Linked DNA regions of Mus musculus: region 2 is linked to region 1. The links are chromatin contacts, called in public promoter capture Hi-C maps. All regions are on one chromosome and are shown on one strand. The core of a region is the stretch at or near the end of the contact, and the rest is flanking DNA. Distances in the headings are between cores, read along the strand shown.

Evidence for each region. Promoter capture Hi-C pulls out the DNA fragments that hold promoters and counts their contacts.
Region 2: a contact with region 1 is called in a promoter capture Hi-C map of embryonic stem cells, with 4 times the contacts expected there. The contact joins the promoter of Ube2u here to the promoter of Efcab7 in region 1. A contact is called at or near these places in 5 of 39 promoter capture datasets (cranial neural crest, embryonic stem cells, hippocampal neurons and 1 more).

The regions. Positions count from the first base shown.
Region 1 is chr4:99,827,397-99,831,206 of GRCm38.p6, forward strand. Efcab7 (EF-hand calcium binding domain 7) reads left to right here and starts at 2,049. Exons shown (of 14, transcript NM_145549.2): 1 at 2,049-2,158. Itgb3bp (integrin beta 3 binding protein (beta3-endonexin)) reads right to left here and starts at 1,762. Exons shown (of 9, transcript NM_026348.4): 1 at 1,687-1,762. The coding sequence starts at 1,691.
Region 2 is chr4:100,476,813-100,480,260 of GRCm38.p6, forward strand. It overlaps Ube2u (ubiquitin-conjugating enzyme E2U (putative)), which reads left to right and starts at 2,055. Exons shown (of 10, transcript NM_001033773.4): 1 at 2,055-2,435. The coding sequence starts at 2,370.

The DNA.
Region 1 (3,810 bases), core at 799-3,298:
ATCTCACTAACGAAGACGGAACTCTGCTACCAAAGCAGTGGTTCTCAACCCTTCTAATGCTGCAACCCTTTAATAAAATTATTTTGTTGCTACTTCATAACTTTAATTCTGCTACTGTTATAAATCATAATGTAAATATCTATATTTTCCAGTGGTCTTAGGTGGCCCCTGTGTAAGGCTGTTCGACCACCAAAGGGGTCATAACCCACAGGTTGAGAACCACTGCGCTACAGCGTGACTATGCTTCATACATGAAATTATTATGATGGCTTTAATCTCTTTGCTAAAACACATTAGCAGCAAAGCTGGGTCTAGGATGTAGTTCATCAGGTACAGTGCTCAGTTACTATACACAAAGCTTTAGGTTGGACCCCCAGCACTGAATAAACAGTGGGCGGTATGCAATCCCAGCACTGGGGGAGGTGGACGGAAAATTAGAAGTTTGTTGTTTTCTTCAGCTACAAAGTGAGTTTAAGATCAGCCTGGGTTATACAAGCCCCTGATTCTTTAGAAAAATGGACCAACCAACACAACTGCTAAAAATATGGGATGTCAATGTACTTAATGAAACTCTTCTAATATAACAACATCTACTCATATATTAAAGTTGCCAGTTGCCAGAAAAATATCCACTTCCAATAGATTTTGGTTCCTCACTTCTGTAAACAGATCAGGAACATAGTTTACACACCAAATTCATTTTCATTCTTTTCCTGCTTAAGTTTTGTTCCCTCATCTTTGCCAGCAATGTTATAATAGACATTTTTCTAATGCATTAAAAGATAAACCTTTTTAGAATGGTGAGTTAATAAATATTGTTATTTCCGAAGGTCCTCCTTCTTTTATGTCAGCTCATATCTTACACAAGTATCCCCGATAATATCTTAGTTTGCATTTTACTCAAACAGGAAAATGTTACCCTAGCAGGAAGTACCTAAATCAGCCTGGTACGGGGGTAGCCAAAGAAGTATTACAAGAGTTAGGTCTTCCTCCTCCCTCAAATTCTTTAAAAAGACCCTGTTTTTTTTAAAAACAAAACAAAACAAAAAAAAAAAAAAACCTGTTTATACAACCGCTAACTGTGCTTTATATAGCCTATGTAGGGTAGCCGAAGGGTAGCAGTCTAGCACAATACCCATCTCTACTATGGTCATTTTCGGTAATCACATTATTGGGGTTGGGCTGTAACTTAAAGATGACCCAATACAAACCCACTTTTTACTTTTTTCAAGCTTATTTTTATAAGTAAGAAAAGTAAATCACTTATTACTGAGTTGCTAAGTGATAATCTTAAGAATCTTTCAGTGCCTGAAATCCATTCAGTCCATGAAATCTCTCCCGAGTTTCAGAGAACTCACTACACAAATGCTTAACAAGCATTTAAAAATTCTACAAATTACAGAGAAATGTTTACTTAATATACTCTTTCATTCTTAGTCATTTCAAGTTAGACATTACTCAGATTTAGCCCGCAGCTTACACAATGATGTGAAGTTTTAAGAGTCAAAGAAGTGTTGGAAGGGTAGAGGTAGGTTGGGAATACCAAGCATCCCGACGCTGTCAACAGAGAAAAGTTTATAGAAATAAAAAAGACAAGGTGACCATGGGACGGCATACTCTTCCTGTATACTCTTTTTGCTCATAGAGGGCCCACAAAACAGCAACGTCTGGGGAAGGGATACCTACGGCATTTCGGGACTCCGTTGCTGGACAGAACCAACTGAGAAACCGCAAACGCGGAAGCATAAAAAGCCCGCGTAGTAAGCGCTGGATGAGGTGTCACCCCGTATGCAGCTCGCCGGAAACAGTCTCCGCGCGAGAAAGAGCCTGAACGTGTTCAAGGAAATGGTGCAGGGAGTCTAAGGCCAGAATCCATTTAGCCCCAGCCGCATGCAGCGCACGACCCTCCTCACTATTGTGGACATGCCAGCCTCGCAACAGATAAGCTACAATGCCATGGCTGTTCTCTCTCGGTCAATGGTCCACAAATCTCTGGTCGGAGCGTTTGGAAGGTGCTCTGCCTCTTATTTCCGGTGGCGGCGAGGCGCAGTTGCTATGGTAATCTAAAAAAGGCGGAGGTCTGTCCGGTTGCGCCGAGAGGTTCGCGGATCTACTAACGAAAATTGGCTGCTCTTCTTGGTTTGTGAGCTGAAATTAGGTAGCCACCAAGCCTCTCTCTTGCTCTGTCGCTCGCTCTGCTCTTCATTGTGCGGCCGCCTCTCCCATCTGCTACGTTTACTTCTGTGTCCTCCTAAGAGCCGGTGCATGCCCCGAAACACACAAGGGGATGCAGCATCGTGGCCAGAGGAGTACAAAAAACGGAGAGAGCTTGTCTGGGATTAGTTGTGACTGTTTCACGGTGCAGCGACGGTGACTGGATGGCTCTCTGTTTTCATTTGGCCCTTTAGACGCCTTAGGCGCTTTTAACAGTTTATTTTTCCTGCTTATTGTGTGCCTAGTTATTTATGGAGCCGTTTGCTACAATATACTCTCCAGGCCCCTGTCTCAGACTTGGGCTAGAATTTTAAATAAAAGGTGGTTTCCGAGCCCTAGGGGTGCAATTATATATTTATTTAAGCTTCAGTTTGGACTGTCTTCACAGGAAGGGAAAGAATAGAATTCTGGAACATTTCTGTCCAGGGATTTTCATGTGAGAATAACCCCATTTGGAAGGAGCACTTGAAGATCCTTAAAAATGTTTTTAAATTGCTTGCTGTAAGCCGAGTGCTTGCTCTTCCTTATTGGAATAGTTTTCTTTCCCGTTTGTGAGATGGCGCGCACGCATATGTGTTTAAAACCGATGTTTAATTATGGTGATACCAATTTGCAGTAACCAGACTGTGACACCACATCCCTATGGGGTCCTTCTAAATCTGGTGTAATATGAAAGTGTCAGGCAGGCGGTCTGTGTATTATAAATAGGGTACTTCATCCATGATAAGCGATTATTATCTTTCTTTCCCAAGTGTAAAAGACCTACATAATTCAAGAAGGTGCCAGTGATTTAGGCCTCCTGAGTATGAATCCAATGAGTCCTGAAGGGGACCCTACCTGTGTCATCTTATTGTTCAACTTGAACTATTCAATTTATTAGATTGGAATGTATTTTTAGAAGTCAACGCAGGATAAAGCAATGTTGGAAGCCATTAGACCACCAGAACAATTTTGCCCTGCATAGTAGCCTTTGTTCAATAAACCTTCATTCACATTAAAAGAAGAAATGACTGAGATTTCACAAATTACCACTGACTGGGTGACATCTCTGTCCCTCAATTTCATCATCTGTAAAATGGACAAAAAGTGCCTGGTCAGTGTAGAAAGGATTAAATAAGACGTTTGATTGTATATTAATGTCTTATGAGCAGACATGCTGTATAGACACTAAATATTATTACTAGTAAAGGAACTTTATAAAGCTCAATGTAATCGGTGGAACTTCAAATATCCAGTGATTTGACATGAGCTGTATTATAGAAATGTGAATGAAATGATAGTTAATCCTGCTATGGGGGGATCCAACTGCAGTTGATTTGCATTAAAAAAAAAACCTCACTGTTGGGGAATTTCACTCCATGTATGTTTTCTTTAGCATTTGTGTGTCCTGAAGTATTCTGTATGTTTCACATTTGTGAACTGTTGTAATCTTAACAACCCTGTGAAGTCTCCCCTGAAGTCTTATTTTGAGATGATGCATGTATGCATTTTCTTTGTTCTGATTCTTTTGGATTATGCTACATCATTGTTCTTTAGGATATCATTGTATATTTGAGAAATTATATACAGTGTGTATATCTATCCATCTATAATTAG
Region 2 (3,448 bases), core at 805-3,304, 650 kb after region 1:
AGATGCTGGCGAGGATGTGGAGAAAGAGGAACACTCCTCCATTGTTGGTGGGAGTGCAGGCTTGTACAACCACTCTGGAAATCAGTCTGGCGGTTCATCAGAAAACTGGACATAGTACTACCGGAGGATCCAGCAATACCTCTCCTGGGCATATATCCAGAAGATGCCCCAACAGGTAAGAAGGACACATGCTCCACTATGTTCATAGCAGCCTTATTTATAATAGCCAGAAGCTGGAAAGAACCTAGATGCCCCTCAACAGAGGAATGGATACAGAAAATGTGGTACATCTACACAATGGAGTACTACTCAGCTATTAAAAAGAATGAATTTATGAAATTCCTAGCCAAATGGATGGACCTGGAGGGCATCATCCTGAGTGAGGTAACACATTCACAAAGAAACTCACACAATATGTATTCACTGATAAGTGGATATTAGCCCCAAACCTAGGATACCCAAGATATAAGATATAATTTGCTAAACACATGAAACTCAAGGAGAATGAAGACTGAAGTGTGGACACTATGCCCCTCCTTAGATTTGGGAACAAAACACCCATGGAAGGAGTTACAGAGACGGAGTTTGGAGCTGAGATGAAAGGATGGACCATGTAGAGACTGCCATAGCCAGGGATCCACCCCATAATCAGCATCCAAACGCTGACACCATTGCATACACTAGCAAGATTTTATTGAAAGGACGCAGATGTAGCTGTCTCTTGTGAGACTATGCCGGGGCCCAGCAAACACAGAAGTGGATGCTCACAGTCAGCTAATGGATGGATCATAGGGCTCCCAATGGAGGAGCTAGAGAAAGTAGCCAAGGAGCTAAAGGGATCTGCAACCCTATAGGTGGAACAACATTATGAGCTAACCAGTACCCCGGAGCTCTTGACTCTAGCTGCATATATATCAAAAGATGGCCTAGTCAGCCATCACTGGAAAGAGAGGCCCATTGGACTTGCAAACTTTATATGCCCCAGTACAGGGGAATACCAGGGCCAAAAAGGGGGAGTGGGTGGGCAGGGGAGTGGGGGTGGGTGGATATGGGGGACTTTTGGTATAGCATTGGAAATGTAAATGAGTTAAATACCTAATAAAAAATGGAAAAAAAAAAAAAAAAAAAAGATGGCCTAGCCGGCCATCACTGGAAAGAGAGGCCCATTGGACACGCAAACTGTATATGCCCCAGTACAGGGAAACGCCAGGGCCAAAAAAAAATGGGAATGGGTGGGTAGGGAAGTGTGGGGGAGGGTATGGGGGACTTTTGGGATAGCATTGGAAATGTAATTGAGGAAAATATGTAATAAAAAAAAAAGAAGACTTGCCTTGGTCATGGTGTCTGTCCACAGCAGTAAAACTGTGACTCCGACTAATATAGAAATTGGTACCAGCATAGTGGGGTATTCCTGTGACAACCTGACCATGTTTTGGGGAGGACTGTGGAAGGACTTTGGAACTTTGGGCTAAAAGATCCATTCGGTGTTAAGAGCTCTGTGAGATCAAGAGCAATGTGGCTGAATAAACCCTTTCCTCCCATATTTGCTTTGTGGTCATGATGTCTGTGCAGGAATAGAAACCCTGACTAAGACAGGGGATGAATAACTGGGGTAGAAGCCTCCCTCATTGGGAAGCAGGAATGGTTTTAGCTTTAGAAATTGGAATTCCAACTTCAGAAATTTGGGAGGTTTTTGCAAAAGGCAGTTGGGTGATGAGCTTTGGGTACCAGTCATATATTTTTGTTACCTGACAGTCAAAGAGAAAGGTTCATAGTGGACAAGCACTATTGAGAAGCTTATGATTTATAGACAAGTCCTGGGCGCAGGGAAGACCCCCTACCCCACTGGTGTCCGGGTGCACTGAGGGGTGGGTGATGTCATCCTGAATGCTGACTTCATTGGCCTTCCCACTGAAACTGTTTGTCTATTGGCTAAGAGGACCTACAGTCCGGTAGCTGATTAGATGACAACCTCGCCCCGCCTCCAGAGGACTGTTGCTTGGCAACCAGTTTGCTTTGTCCCGCTGAGCTAACATAGCCTTTACTTGTCAGGTAGAAAGAGAACTTGGCAGTGCTGCTTCGGGTTTGCATTTTTTTCCTCTTGGCCAGCCAACAACTCCGGCATCTCTCAAGTGGTCCCCAAGTTTGTCTAGGGGTGGAAGCTGAGACAGCCCAGATAGGAAAGACCCCAGTCTTCCTTCGGGAAGTTCCCGTCTGGAGGAGTCAGAAAAGAAAGTCACTGTTAAATCCTAATCTTAGCAGTTACTTGACTACGGAGTGAGTAACCGTTAACCAGGGGTCAGAGGGTGACCGGAGACCTCAGTCAGGAACTCTGCCCTGAGTAAACCAAGACAAGTAGCAACCTCAGTATGTACTCCAAAGCTTACATCTTGCTGGAAAGAGAATTCAGGGAGTTAAAACGTGACACAAGAAAGGTAAGTACAGCAGCCTGAAGGGGTCTGTTTTCATCCAGTGATGCTGTTTAAGAAGCAGGTTAGTCCGTGTTTATTCTGTAAACCATGATTTAATTACACCAACTTTTCAACTACAGTATTCTTTAATAACTACTGTTTCAAAATAATGATGTAACAATTTTAAGTACATTGTGCAGGGCAATTCCTAGTGAGCTGAAGCCGTGAGTATCAGTCTGCCAAGCATGGGCTGGCAGGTTCAGGTTGCACTCATGAATACTGTAAACTGAGTCATGTTTTGTTTGCTGACCAGCAAACGTAATGCTTAGGGAAGAGTCAGTATAGATATGTCTCCAGGGTCAGGATCCTCCGCCTCCCTCCTCTTCCTTCCCTTCTCCTCCTCTTCCTGCTGCTTCTCCTCCTCCTCCCCTTCCTTCTTTGTTTGGTTTGGTTTGTTTTGGTTTTTCGAAACAGGGTTTCTCTGTATAACTGCCCTGGCTGTCCTGGAACTCTGTTTGTAGGTCAGGCTGGCCTTGAACTCAGAGATCCTCCTGCCTCCTGCCTCCTGCCTCCTGCCTCCTGCCTCCTCCCACTACCACCCGACACACTATATCATTTTCCAATCCTTTGTTTTTAATTTTCGTGTTCTACTGCATACTTTCCAGTACTTTCTTTCTTATGTCTTTGCCTTCTAATTTTAATGCAGAAGGAAAAAAAAAAAAACTACCCTTTGTTCCAATGTCACCAGTGAAGTTATTGGCATTCATTTGTGCCATGGACTAATATATGGAAAATGAAAAATAGAGAATGAGGAGAAAGGGAAGTGGCAAAAAGCAAACTTAGAAACAAAGCCATCCATAAAAGAGTGTGTGCAGAGGTGCTAACAATAGCCTTGGTGGTGGTAGTTCATAATACAAGTTCTGTTTTACTCCTACTATAAACACATTAAAAAAGAAAAAGCCCTCCTCAGAGATGCTTAAGATCAGCTATATAAACATTACAGATGCATGACCTCATGTTGAATAACATTTCTGTTC